2 separate regions of the Dromaius novaehollandiae genome follow, and region 2 is linked to region 1. The links are chromatin contacts, called in public Hi-C maps. All regions are on one chromosome and are shown on one strand. Each heading gives the region's core, a stretch centred on a gene start, on an enhancer-like site or on the middle of the called end of the contact. The rest is flanking DNA. Distances are from core to core; before and after follow the strand shown.

The links. A called contact is a pair of places that touch in the nucleus more often than the background predicts.
Region 2: a Hi-C map of brain shows a contact between it and region 1, with 2.4 times the contacts expected there. The contact joins the promoter of PCDH7 here to the enhancer-like site in region 1. A contact is called at or near these places in 2 of 4 Hi-C or Micro-C datasets (brain and liver).

What each region holds. Positions count from the first base shown.
Region 1 is chr4:65,945,529-65,952,350 of bDroNov1.hap1, reverse strand. All of the region lies in intron 2 of PCDH7 (protocadherin 7), which reads left to right. Among named protein-coding and RNA genes, the nearest start is that of PCDH7, 210 kb to the left of the region's middle. Within about 2 kb of position 2,425, at least 1 of the 2 cell types and tissues checked has open chromatin away from gene starts, as enhancers often do.
Region 2 is chr4:66,155,618-66,162,625 of bDroNov1.hap1, reverse strand. It overlaps PCDH7 (protocadherin 7), which reads left to right and starts at 3,502. Exons shown (of 3, transcript XM_064511329.1): 1 at 3,502-7,008. The coding sequence starts at 5,205. LOC112995479 (a long non-coding RNA gene) reads right to left here and starts at 1,553. Exons shown (of 7, transcript XR_010389107.1): 1 at 1,365-1,553.

The DNA of each region.
Region 1 (6,822 bases), core at 1,176-3,675:
TTCACCTTAATGTTGTTTGATGAGGATTTGGCAGGCGGGGGAGAAGGGTTGATCTTTACTGGAAGAAAAATCCTCACTTTATTCTACTGTGCTACCCTTTTTAATTTAACTGCCCTGCAAATTTTCTGTCATATACTGTAGTGTCTACTGAAGCTGCCTACAGCATCATTATGCTGCTCAACTAGAAGAGTGGTGTTTATAGAACTACTAGCTTCATAAAGCACTCGGCTTGTCCTTAGGAATTTTGAGATACTAAGGAAAGTTATGTCTGTCAGCTTCATTTACAAGATCAACCAAATGTTCTCTAGCTTGCAAGAAATGCAATAGAAACACATATATATGGAAGAAAAATGTTTCCTGAAATATGTACCTTTTTCTTTTTTTCTTTCTTTCCCATTCCAAGCAGTTATCATATGTAAAAGCACAGCAGAAAAATGCTTGGGAACATTTCTGCTGATTCCAATTATTTATGGCTCAGCATCAGTAACTTGGAGGCTAATTTGTCCAATAATGAACTCTCTTTGTTGCTGAAAGAGATAACAAATGGTATTAAAATATTCAACAGCAACTACTTGTTTCAGTGTTTCAGGAAGTTGCCGTAAACAGTGTTTGTCTCCAACTTTATTTAGACTGATGAATATTAAATATGGCTTGATCTTGGAACAGTGGAACACAAGATCTGACAGGTTAAAATGCAGTTCCATACAGCTAAAGACTAATAGGGGTTAAGGGCGGTTGTGTGTTGCAATTTTCTTCACACAATTGTAATGTGGTAGTCAAGCTGCAAACAGTATGCCTCTTCAAACAAATTGCTTTTGTGAGTAGTATTAGGATAGCAAGCAAATAAGAAGCCTAAGAAACGCCCCAATTTTTTTTCTTCCACCCTCTGAGTAGCTAAGCACAAAAGACTGCAGACAGACCCATTCAAGTTCTTGACGAAATATTGTTGAAAAGACAAAATCTATCTTTTTCCTTGTTAAATATTTTTTCCTCAGAGAAGGAAAAATGATGGTGCTCTTGCCTTTGTATCTCTATACTAAACTTAGAGCTGCTGCTTCTATAACTTATTTTCTACTGTATCTTTTGATGAATATCACTGATGTGCATATGCAGTTTACCAGAAGATTCTAACCTTCTTGCTCCAGTTAGAAGGGGTCAGCTACAGCTTATTTTTTGAATACCTTAAACAGTCAATTTTTGATTATTCGTGGTTGGACTAACTGACTTGTCACTGCATCTGTGGCACAGTTATTCTACATCAAGCTGCTCTGGTCTTGCCAGGCTTACTAGGTCAGGCTGTGCAAATGCGCTCATGCTGCTTTCAAAATCAAATTAAGTCCAGAAATAGTTTCACTGCTTTACTATGGCCTAAAGACTGAGCTAATAAAACCTGCAGACCCATGTCAAATCTGCTTGTTTACAATGACCATTTCTATGCAATAACATACTTTGGTTCTGGACTCACTTGGGATGGAGTGCACAGACACTTGAATGCTTCTGCTGAGGACTATCTAGTTACTCTCTAAATCTTTTGATTTGAGCTGGAAATGCCAAATGCAAATGGGCTTCAGGCAATTTCTTTTGATTTCCTTTCTTTCTTAGTATAATCTGTTTTCCTACTGTCCAGTGTATGCCAGTTCTTTAGCACCCAAAAAACAGAGTAGTGACTCTGGCATGTATTTTTTTTCTTAATTCTTGTGTGTTTAATTTAAAATGCCTCTATATTACCATGTAAGTTAGTTCTGTAATTCAGCGTCAATACCGTTATACTAAATATTGATAACACTGGAGCTAGAACACAGTTTATGCATTTTTTTTCCAGCCAACTCCATAATTATTGTGTTAAATGTGTTTTGCATATAATTAAGTATTCTTGCAACTGCCACTCCTGGGAGAACACTATGTGGCTCAAATTCAGCTACCTCTCTGTCTGTAAGAATGCAGTTATCCAAAGGAAACACAAGTAAAGATGGTTGTGGTTTTAAGTTAATGAAACTTTATACTATCTCCTGAAAACAAATGTTATGCCTTAAGAGTAATAAAGACAAAGAGGAATGGGGAGATGGTCCATATTTAAGAAGATCTTGAACAATTTGGACTGGATCCACAGAACGGCTGATGTAGAAACTTTTAGAGAATTTATCACTGAATTAACTGTTCGTTGTTAAATATCTCCACTCCCTATGCAGCGCGTAAGGTAGATTTCTGAGAATGAGTCCTACAGCAATCAGCATGCAACAACAGTCAGTCAGGGACTGAATTAATTAATAAGAAAGTTGTATGATATTACTGTGACTTTAATCTCAAACTCCTTTAGGACCCAAAATGCTTGAGTTACAAGAGTCGAATGCTTCTGTCTAAAGAGTTACTCTGGGCGCTTTGCAGGGATTAAGCTATGTCAGTGTGAGAATTCCCTCCTGCCAAAACACAGCTGAGGGAATGTTATAACTTTTATTAGTTCAAGATTTGTTCTGGTATAACTATGTGGGCTTTTAGGTATGGGCTATGTAGGCTTTTTATGTGCGAGGTAGCCTGTGTCTTATGTTTCCATGGTGCACTTTCCTGCACGGAGGTCTGTGTACAAAAAAGAGTTTTCAGGTTAATGAAGATCATAGTTCTGAAAATACCATTGTAAACAAAAATTCCCGGTACACCTCAGAAGTTACATGCAAGAATATTAGCAGTTATTGTGGTATATATGATCATATATGGTATGCCATCCATGTTCATGTATTTAAGTGATGGACATGGAAATAACAAGGGTAATCTTCTGCTCCTCCTTCCCTTAGATCCCTTTTAATTTGGAACCCTATTCTGTAACTTATAAAAAACAGGAAATCTTCAGCGCTTAATTTCTTAGAGCCTAAATGAAAGTTGGGCATTCTCTATGTATAAAAATCAGCAAGTCTTTCCAAATGTTGTCTCCTTTCCTTCTTGACTAGATAGTGCTTAGTCTTATTAGGATGCCATTTACGAGTAGAACTCCCCCCTCGGGAATGGGACTTGGGTGTGCCACAAAATGTGGTTTGAAGAATTTCACCTGTAGCAGTCGTGATATATATAAAGGGAGTGGTCATATTTTGCAATGAATAACTTGTATCATTTTCCATATTCCTTTAGAATGTAACTTAATTTTTTACTGTGAAAATGAGAAGTGCTGAACAGGTACTAATTTTTTTTCCAGTTGTTGTTCTGTTCTTGTGGCACACTAACAAAAATATTGTTTGGATTTCAATATTGCACATGGTCATAGAAATTAAACTTTAAGGGTTTTCTCAGTGTGGAAACAGATTTAGATCTTTATTGAACTAATTCCAAAAAGGCAGCCGGAAATGACACAGTTTGTAATTACAAGCTTTGTGCCTACTGAATGTCTCGGCAAAAGATCACAGGCAAATTTTTGAGGAGTGACAAGTGTTTTGAGAGGTTCCACTTTTGAGATATCTGATCTGGAACACTGTCAAAATCCTGCCCCCCCCCTGCAGATTGGTTTCCCTCTGGCCCTGTAATACAGCTACCTCTTCAGAAAAAGACTGAGAATGGTTTGCCCTGTGTACTTAGTGGCACAAAAGTGTTGTTCCTCACCCCACCACAAAAAAGAAAAGCAAAAAAAACCTGTCAAAATGTTACAGCCTGCTGACATTTTCTTTCCAGAGAGCTCTTATATATTGATGCTGTTATTCCAAAGAGGTTCCAAAGGCACTTGTAGGCCAATGTGTTCTAGTAGTTTAAAGCTACTGAAACAATTTTATTAGGCAGGAAAGAAGTATCATAAAAATTATTGGACAACAGTGCCTCTATGAGGATTCATATGCAATGGATTCCCCCAAAATATACATGCTCTGGAAGCAAATCTTCTATCTGTTGTGCAGCTTCCTTCTGTCCTACTCAGTCATGCCAAAAGTACATGGAAAATTTTTGACTGATGAATCTGCCAAATCGCTTCCCTCAGCAATAATGATGGTAGATGCTATGGAGGGAAGTTTTTTTGTTATGTTTTGTTTTTGTTTTTCTTGACAATGAACAACTTGGCTATCAAAATGTAGACCTTTGGATGTTAGTAAAAATTGTAGTGACCAGATGTGAATAACTTTGCCACAGTGTAGTAGTGTACTTAGCCAGGATACATCTGAAAACTCTTCCTCATCCTCCAGCTTTCTATTTCATTAATTTAAGGAAAACTGTCCATGCTTAGCATGTCAAAATCCAGTCACTGCTAATTATTGTGGCTGCAAATTCTAACTTGACAAGTGAAAATTAAACCACGTTCTTTGGTGTGCTGCAGGCTACGCAACATCCCTTCTTGCAGAGAATCCATAGAATGATAGTGAGAGAATTATGCTGACTAAAGTCACTATTAACCTGGCAACAACTGTTTTAAAAAGCAAGTAACAGCCTGAAAGCATTTAGGTTTCAGATTACCTAATAATTTAGGTTTACGTTTGCTTATGTACTCTTAATTGTATCTCTGTAGTGCAAATAACTCGCTCAGTAGGCTTTTTATTTTTTACTACTCTTCTGCAAATGATATGTGGCACACATGCTTGTGTACCATGAGTTGTATCTTGTGAGATTTTAAAACTTTAAAGTATGTGTGATCTCATCTTGGTATCTACGGTGTTTTACAAATGAGTAACTGAGCAAAGCCACAACACTAAAAACAGGCTTAAGATGCCAAATGATCGAGATGAGAATACAATTGTTAATAAATTTAATTTTTTCCCTCAGTTTATCTAAAATGTTTCTGTTCAATAAGTAAATATCTAACACTTAATAAGCAAAGCAACTGCACGCTTATTTGTGGAATATGGTTGCTTATCTGTAGTTGTTTTTGTGGCTCATCAGGATACAAAAAGCAACAGTGGGAACGAGAAAGCTAGTTTAAAAGGTAATCATGCATCTTCTCTGTAGAGACACCAGTTGTTCTGATCATCAGAACAGCACTTTCTTATGGGATGCTGATGAGCCAGTTGGTTTTATAAATATCCTTAATTTGAATTACTGAGGAAAATATCCAAGCCTTGCTTGAAAAGTCATTCTATTAACTTTTTCCTCTGTATGGTTTCAATCTAGTTTATGAAATGTGAGGCCAGAAAGCTTGATAAGCATAATGGTGTATCTCCTTGTTAATTGCAACATGATTGATTATTTGTCTGCTCTTGGCATGAGGAAGAATGAGTGTATCTCTAGTGTTTTGTTAATAGCATGATAACACCATTGCTAGCTTTAATAAAGAAGTTGTCCGGCAAAGAACAAGTCCTTCTTTAGTAAAGAATGTTTGATAAATAGTAAGAGCAAACAACATGCACAACTCATGGGGGGGATAATCAGTATCATTTAGTTGGGGGATTTTAATGAGACAGACACTCTTTTCCCCCTTCTCCCCTTTAGAATTCAAAGCTATGGAAAGCGTGTTTATTTTCTCTGCAGTGGTTATGATCAGGGAAAACAGACATAGTACGAATATAACTGTACACCTTTTAAAAGGATTTTGACTTCAACTATGCACTATTTGTATATCTCGAGGGTCTGTGCGTTTATGTTGAAATGCGACAATGACATGGGACTGTGTATTCTGCTCATATCATCATCTACAGACTCCAAGAATTACCTCCAGATGCAGACTACCACTTACTAACCTTGAAATTAAAGGCCTTTTTGCATATATAAGAACTTTGTCATCTCATGTACAATAGCAGTACCAATCAAAAACTCCCTCTAATGCAAACTCCCACTGCCGTTCATGCAAGGTAATTACTAGGTAAAATATGCATTAAGGATGATAAACCAATGCCTGTAAAAGGGTAGTTTGCTGTTCTACAGACTATATTGTTTTCTCCTTTCCAACATCAGGCAGCACTGACCACTTGATTTTTAAAACTGTTCACATTTGCAAATTAGGTTTCTTTTGCACAGGATCCTCAGCTTTTTCCTGTTTTTCTAATGAAGCAAAAAGGCCACTTTTTTTTTCTTCCCATTTAACTATCTTTATACTTAATGTATGTTTCCATATATTGTTGTTGAAACTTTCCATGTTTCTCACTACTTTCAATGTTCTTCTCTTAAATCTCATATTTCAACAAGAAGCCTTTGGCACTTTACTGACATGCTGCTCTTTAATTTTGGGTCAAAGTAGTTTAAATGGTGAAATCCAGCTGATGTAAACACCTGAGTGTTTAGCACTCATGTCAGTTGCTAGTATCAGTTTGATCCTCCAGATGCTTTACAGAGGACCCTCTTGATTTGGCTGTACCAAGCTAGATTTTTTTTCCAAAGATATTTGGGTGCCTATATAAGTGGACATCTGGGAGTAGATCTACAAAAGTATATTGGGCATACCAAAGCTTGTTCGGATGCCCGATGTCTGTAGAACCTCCTTTGGTTGTGTCTGAACTCTTTATGCCTCTCTGCATGCAATTTATCTGCCTAAGAGAGAGATTCACAAAAGGAAGAATCCTGAGTGAAACTGTCTGAGTTAATCAGTAGGAAACTGAAGTGTGTCTCTACTAAATATTAACTGTTGGGAATCCTTTTCTTTCTTTCAAAATGTGAATGGAGAGGAAGTGTGTGTGTGGTGTGGTGGGGTTTTTTTGTTTTGTTTTTTTTTTTTTTTTCCTCCTCCACCTCTCTAGTAGTTCAACTGTTACAGCACATGAGTTCCTTTCTGGGATTTGCAGGTTCCAGTCCTCTCAGTGTCAAACTTCTATTGTCCATATGATAAATTAGTGATGGGTGTGCTTATTGGGGGAAGCAAGATGGGGATTTCAGTGACTGCTCTAAGGCACACTTCATAATTCTAGATAAGCCAAATTATGTCTTGGG
Region 2 (7,008 bases), core at 2,253-4,752, 210 kb before region 1:
GTCAAACGGCTTTCACTGCTTTATGTGGGGTTTTTCGTCGCTGTTTTTCCCCTCCTTTAGAATTGGCTGTCATGTTTACAGTATTTAACCTTTTCCTCATGTTATTATGAATACGTTAGTTTCTTTCAATGAAAGCCCACCGGGTTTTTTTTTCCTTCGGGAGCTTCTTCATTTGTGCGCGCGCGTGTATATGTGTGTGTATATGTATGTACAGCAACGCACAGTACCATGTACTTGTTGATTTATACAGCGGTACATCTGTTTCAGTAATCCCTCCCTCTAACGCCAGGTGGGTCCCCACCGCGGATCCTAGGCGCGGGTTTCCGGCGACCGCCCCCGGCCTCCCCAGGGCGCAACGCCGAGCCGCGCCGGGAGGCAGCGCGCACCGCGGCGGCAGCCGGGCCCCGCCGGCACCTCCACACCAGGCCGCCGGTAACCGCGGCGGCACCGCTCCGCCAGCAGCCGCCTGGCGCCCACGAGCGGCGGCAGCGCCCGGGAGCCCCCGCTGCCCGCCCAGGGCTCCGCGCGCCGCGGCCGCACGGAGCGTTTCCCACGCGCGAGGTGCCGCCTCGCCGGCGTGACCAGCCGGTCCGTCTAAGGACGCGCGCTCCTGCTTCCCCTCGGCAGACCGCCGGCATCCCGGGCTCTTTTACTTATTACAGACGGTTACGTTCGTGATCCCGTTTCCCGCTCGATCTCACCAGATCAGGAGGACAAACACGGCGCGTGTGGGCGGCATGTGCGCAGCTGGAGCGGGGGGGGGCAGTGTGTGTGTGGGGGGGGGGGGGTTGTACTGCGTGTGTGTGTAGGGGGGGGTTGTACTGCGTGCGTGTGTGTGGGGGGGGTTGTACTGCGTGCGTGTGTGTAGGGGGGGGTTGTACTGCGTGTGTGTGTGTTGGGGGGGGGGGGGTTGTACTGCGTGTGTGTGTGTTGGGGGGGGGGGGTTGTACTGCGTGTGTGTGTGTTGGGGGGGGGGGGGGGGGTTGTACTGCGCAACAGCTCTGTCCGAGGGGGCCGGCGCAGCTGGGAGCTGCTGCGCTGGCACCGGCGCAGCTGGGAGCGCAGTTGACAGCGGGAGCGAGCGCCGGGCTGGCGGCGGGGGGAGGCAGGGCGGGCTGGCGGCGGTGCTCCCCTCGCCCCCCCAGCGCGGGGGTGCGGGGCCGGGCCGGGGAGGGGGGGCGTGGGGGCCCGGCCAGCACAGCGCCGTGTCCCCTCCCCGCAGCCGGGGCGCGTGGGCCGGGCGCAGCGCTGCCATCCACCATGCAGCGCACGTCGGGCCCATTTCCCACGCCGGCCCCCTGCCCTGGGGGAGGAAAGGAGGAGGAGGGGGAGGAATGGGGAACGAGGGAAGTGGGGGCCGTTACCTCTGCTCCGAGAGAGGAACCAATCCACTGTGAAGGACGCAGCACTCCCGAGCAGGAAAGACATTGCACATTCAGAGAGAGATTGCATGTGAAGACACTGCAAAAGCGAGAGAAGGGGAGGGGGGCTGAGGGGGGCGCAGACCGCATGTGAAAGGCATAGTGTGTGTAAGAGAGGCCAGAGAGGGGAGGGAGGGGAGGGGAGAGAGTGCACAAGGCAAGAGAAAGAAATCACTTATTCGCTTGAAGAATCAAGCTCTGCGAGGCAGGCAGTAGTAGTAGTAGGCATGGGAGACAACGGGGAAGGAGACGCAGACAAGAGGCGAAGAGTCCATGCCGTGCAACAGCCCGGAATCCGATTAAAGTTTATGGCGGGGAGGTTAAAAGCGCTTTCATCCCGCCCCTCTTCTGGCGAATACATTAAGTTTTCTGGCTGCGTTTAAGAGCACAAAGGAAAGGGAGCAGTGGGAGCTTCGGCTTGTAATTGTATCGCTAGTGCAGGGAGCCAGTGTAATGCAGTATGCTGGTATTCCTGCATACTGGTATGTCTGGATCTTACACTGTGGGCAAAATTTCCTCCTCTCGGAGCTCCAGAACAGCCAGGGGGGATTTTGATAAATTCAAGTTGCTTGGCAAATATAACAGGGATTTGGTATTAATCCTACTTAACCCGCTGCGAAGATGCTGAGCTCCTGAGCCCCCCTCCTCCGTCCGGGACTGCGGCGGTGAGCACTGAGCCTGCGCCGAGCCGGGCTTTCTCGCTGATGCTGCAGATATAAAGCCGAGTGTCTCCGGCACCGGCGGGGGAGGGTTTCCGCGTCCTGGCAAAGCGGCGAGGGCGGCAGGGGCCGGAGCTGCCGCCGCTGCCGGCGCAGGAGCCTCCAGCCCGGTGGAGCGGGGCGGCCGCTCCTGCCCCAGCGCGGGCTCCTGCGGCGCAGGCTCTGCCCCCCGCGGCCCTCGGCTCCCCGAGGACAGAGGGGGCAACCTGCCCTCCCGCACTGACTCGCCGCCCCAGACGACAGAGGCACGCCGTGGCCGCTGCTTTGAGCCATCCCAATGTATCCGGCTGCTTTCGCTCAAATATGTCACCACCATGGGGAACAAAAGAAAGGCGTCAGACTGCTTTCTCTTTATTCGCAAGCGCCGTTTAAAACAAAGAGCAACCCACACACGCGGAGGACCCGCGACAACTCTCTTCCCCGCACGTGTTCAGGGGGGGCGAGGGCCCCGCCGGAGGCCCCCGCTGCTCCCCCGCACCGGGCGGAGAGGCAGGTAGAGGCGCCGGCAGCACCCAAAGGGCAGCGGCCCGCAGCCGCCGCGGGCGGCGACATGGCATAAAGTCAGAAGGAGAAGCAAACTAGGGAGGGCAGAATAAACAAAGTTGAGCGGAGAGTTTTAGCGTTGAAGTTTGTTTCCCACTTACCCTGGTAGGTGACGCTACATTTTAGCAATCATCGAAGCAGCAAGTCTCTGCGCGGAAATAAATCTGTTACTTCTTACATGTGTTTATTCTCCTAAACCTCTCGCCCCCTCCCTAGTCTTCTCCGAGGATTTTTTTTTCTCCCCTAGGAAACCCACAAACACTGCTGAAAAGACATATTCAAATGACAGTAATAGGAAGAACATGAACACAAAGCCCCAAAGGCTCCAACAGCACTGGGAAACAGGACGAAAGTCTGAGATCTAAAGCAGACCCCCTTTCTCCCTGGAGTTTTATCCAGTTACTGTGACTGCAGCTATTTCACAAAAGCACCAACACTACAGGGAAAGGTGGGAATCTGTGCGAAACGAGTTTTCTTACCAGTGCGATTCCGCAAAATGCAGAGCCCCGAACGTGCACCAGCTCTGCCTAAAAGAAAGGCGAATAAACATGTTCTTTAAAAATCGTTGCTCGGTTCACAGCCTAAAGCGGAGGTGGGGAGGGAAAGGGTGGAAGAGCATCGCTGCCGATCGCGGCTTAGGGAAGGCAACAGCAGCAACACTCTGGCGTGTAATGAGTACGGGTGTTGAGGACTGGACTGGTGTTTTGTGGTGAGCAGCTATCCCACTTGCAGCAAGAGCAGCAGCAGAGGCAGAGGGTAAGGCTGGGCTTTCTGGAGTGCAGCGCTTGACTCGTCCTCCCTCCTCCCTCCCTCCTTCCCTCCCTTCCTCTCTCGCTCGCTCGCTCTCTCTTTCTCTCGCTCTCTCTCTCTCTCCCTCTCTCTTTCTGTGTGTATGTAGCGCAGGCGGCTCTACTGCTGCAGCGTCAGGGAAGAGCTACCGAGAGGCTCCAGCAGCTCCCACCACTTTGGGCAAACTTGCCGGTTTACTGCTTTTTTTTTTTTTTTTTTTTTTTCCGAGTGGGAAGCTTCTCAGTTGCCATTCAACATTTTAAAGCACAAGCCGCTTTGCCGTGAAAGCGCCTGAGCCACACTTCTCCGAGAGACACAGGAGGGAATACACAATTGCAGATTTCACCCACCGTGGCGGTGCAGATCAGAGGAAACAACTGACTGCTATCATTTTATTTGCAGACAGAACTCTCTGTATTTTTTCTAAACCGCGTCGCGGCTCTTTTCTCCTCCCCTTTGCCTTTCCGCTTATATGGATGTAATTCAGAATCTGTGTTAATTCACGTGGGGGATCCAGTTACATCTTGTTCCGCTCCGGGTATATTAACAAGAGACCAATAATCGCCTTTGGACACACAGCCTTGTTGCTAACCTTTGAACTGAAAGGATCAAGTTCAGATCTGGTTACCTGCATTGGGACGGGAAGGAAGAGGCGAGAGAGAGAGCGAGAGAGCGAGCGAGAGCGAGAGACTGCAATCTCATTTGTGAATCGCTCTCAGTGCTGCAGCTCCAGATTGCTATAACACATGCAGTGCAAATGCAGGTAAGACACACACACAAGCTGCGGATGCAAAAACAAACTTGGGACTGTCGTGTGTGTATGTGCATATCTACAGCCTTGCAAATTGTGAGCAAACGGCTTCTGCAGTTTCTGTATCGTTGCTTTGTGACTAATGACCTTGCGCAGAGTTGTTAAAAAAATCCTCTCCGGAGAAAGAGCTGAACATTTTAGGCGATCTCTGAAGATGGATTTGGGTGCTTTTCTGCCAACCAAAGGGGATATTCCATGGACTGCTCTGTAATACACGGAGTTCTTCTCCTATCAGTTGCACGGCTACCGACATTATTGGAATTTTTTTATATTTTTTCTCTCTCTTTTTAATTATTATTAATTTTTAAAGAACTGCCCATTGCTAAGAGGATTTGGAGTTTTCCCGGACACGAGCCCTTTGAATAAAGCGAATCACTTTTTTTTTTTTTTCCCTGTGTGTGCAGAGAGGGGGAAGAATAAAGCTAATGCCTTGGTCGTAAACGGCTGGGAGAGAGAGCGAGCGAGCGAGCGAGAGAAGAGAGAGAGAGAGAGAGAGTGTGTGAATTGTAGTTAACTCTAGTGTCGAAGAAGACGACCTGGGGGGCTTAAAATCGCACAGTGCTGCTCCTGCTTTTATTGCAGACCTTGCAAAGTGATTACAGTAAAATCAGAGAGAAGGAGGAGGAGAAGGGGGAGGAGGAGGAAAATCCCATCCTATCTGCCGAGATGAATCTTTAAAAAGCAAAATACACTGTCCCGTGAACTGTAAGTATATCGCAAGTGGAAGGCAGGGAGAACAGCAGAGGAGCCAGCAGCAGGGTTTTGACCACCAATTGCACCAGCCATGAGACAATAAGTTTCCAGGAACAGAAGGATTTTATAATTGATCACCCGGACGCTCAGCCTTTCTGTTGGCTTATCGGGGGAGTTTATTGGGGGGCGGGTGGGAGTGAGAGGAGGGGGGATTTCGGTGCGAAGAAGATGAGGAAGATGCGGACTCTCCTTGGCTTTGTGCATTGCTGCTGCTGCTGCTGCTTCTTGCTCCTCCTGCCTCCGCCGCTCTGGGTCAGCCTGGCGGCGGCCAAGCAGCTCCTGAGGTACCGGCTGGCCGAGGAGGGACCCGCCGACATCCGCATCGGCAACGTGGCTTCCGACCTGGGTATCGTGACGGGCTCCGGCGAGGTGACATTCAGCCTGGAATCGGGCTCCGACTACCTCAAGATCGATAACATGACCGGGGAGCTGAGCACCACGGAGCGGCGCATCGACCGCGAGAAGCTGCCGCAGTGCCAGATGATCTTCGACGAGAACGAGTGTTTCCTGGACTTCGAGGTGTCGGTCATCGGCCCCTCGCAGAGCTGGGTGGACCTCTTCGAGGGCCGGGTCATCATCCTGGACATCAACGACAACACCCCCACCTTCCCTTCCCCCGTCCTCACGCTCACCGTGGAGGAGAACCGGCCCGTGGGGACCCTCTACCTGCTTCCCACCGCCACCGACAGGGACTTCGGCCGCAACGGCATCGAGCGCTACGAGCTGCTGCAGGAGCCCGGCGGGGACGGCGCCCGGCGCGGCGGCGGCGGCGGCGGCGGCGGCGGCGGGGGGGGGGCGGCTTCCGCGGCCGCCGAGAGCGCCCTCTACCCCGGCGGCAGCAAGCGGCGGCAGGAGGCGGACGGGGCGGCCCGGAGCAGCGTGTTCGAGCTGCAGGTGGCCGACACCCTCGACGGGGAGAAGCAGCCGCAGCTGATCGTCAAGGGGGCCCTGGACCGGGAGCAGCGGGACTCCTACGAGCTGAGCCTCCGCGTGAGGGACGGCGGCGACCCGGCCCGCTCCTCGCAGGCTATCCTGCGGGTGCTGATCACCGACGTGAACGACAACAGCCCCCGCTTCGAGAAGAGCGTCTACGAGGCAGACCTGGCGGAGAACAGCAGCCCCGGGACCCCCATCCTGCAGCTGCGAGCTGCCGACCTGGACGTGGGGGTGAACGGGCAGATCGAGTACGTCTTCGGGGCGGCCACCGAGTCCGTGCGGCGCCTGCTGCGGCTGGACGAGACCTCGGGCTGGCTCAGCGTCCTGCACCGCATCGACCGCGAGGAGGTGAACCAGCTTCGCTTCACCGTCATGGCCCGGGACCGCGGCCAGCCCCCCAAGACAGACAAGGCCACGGTGGTGCTGAACATCCGCGACGAGAACGACAACGTGCCCACCATCGACATCCGGAAAATCGGGCGCATCCCGCTGCGGGACGGCGTGGCCAGCGTGGCCGAGGACGTGCTGGTGGACACTCCTATCGCACTGGTGCAGGTGTCGGACCGGGACCAGGGCGAGAACGGCGTGGTGACCTGCACCGTGGTGGGGGACGTGCCCTTCCAGCTCAAGCCGGCCAGCGAGGGCGAGGGGGAGCCGCAGAACAAGCGCAAGTACTTCCTGCACACCTCGGCCCCGCTGGACTACGAGGCTGTCCGCGACTACAACGTGGTGATCGTGGCCGTGGACTCGGGCAGCCCCAGCCTGTCCAGCAACAACTCCTTGCTGGTGCGGGTCGGGGACACTAATGACAACCCTCCCGTGTTCAGCCAGGCCGTGCTGGAGGTCTCCTTCCCGGAGAACAACTTGCCCGGCGAGAGAGTGGCCACGGTGGTCGCCACGGACGCGGACAGCGGCAAGAACGCCGAGATCACCTACTCCCTGGAGCCTTTGCCCCTCTCCTCGGAGGCGCCGGGCGGCATCTTCAGCATCGACCCGGACTCGGGCGACGTGTCGGTGCAGGCGGTGCTGGACCGCG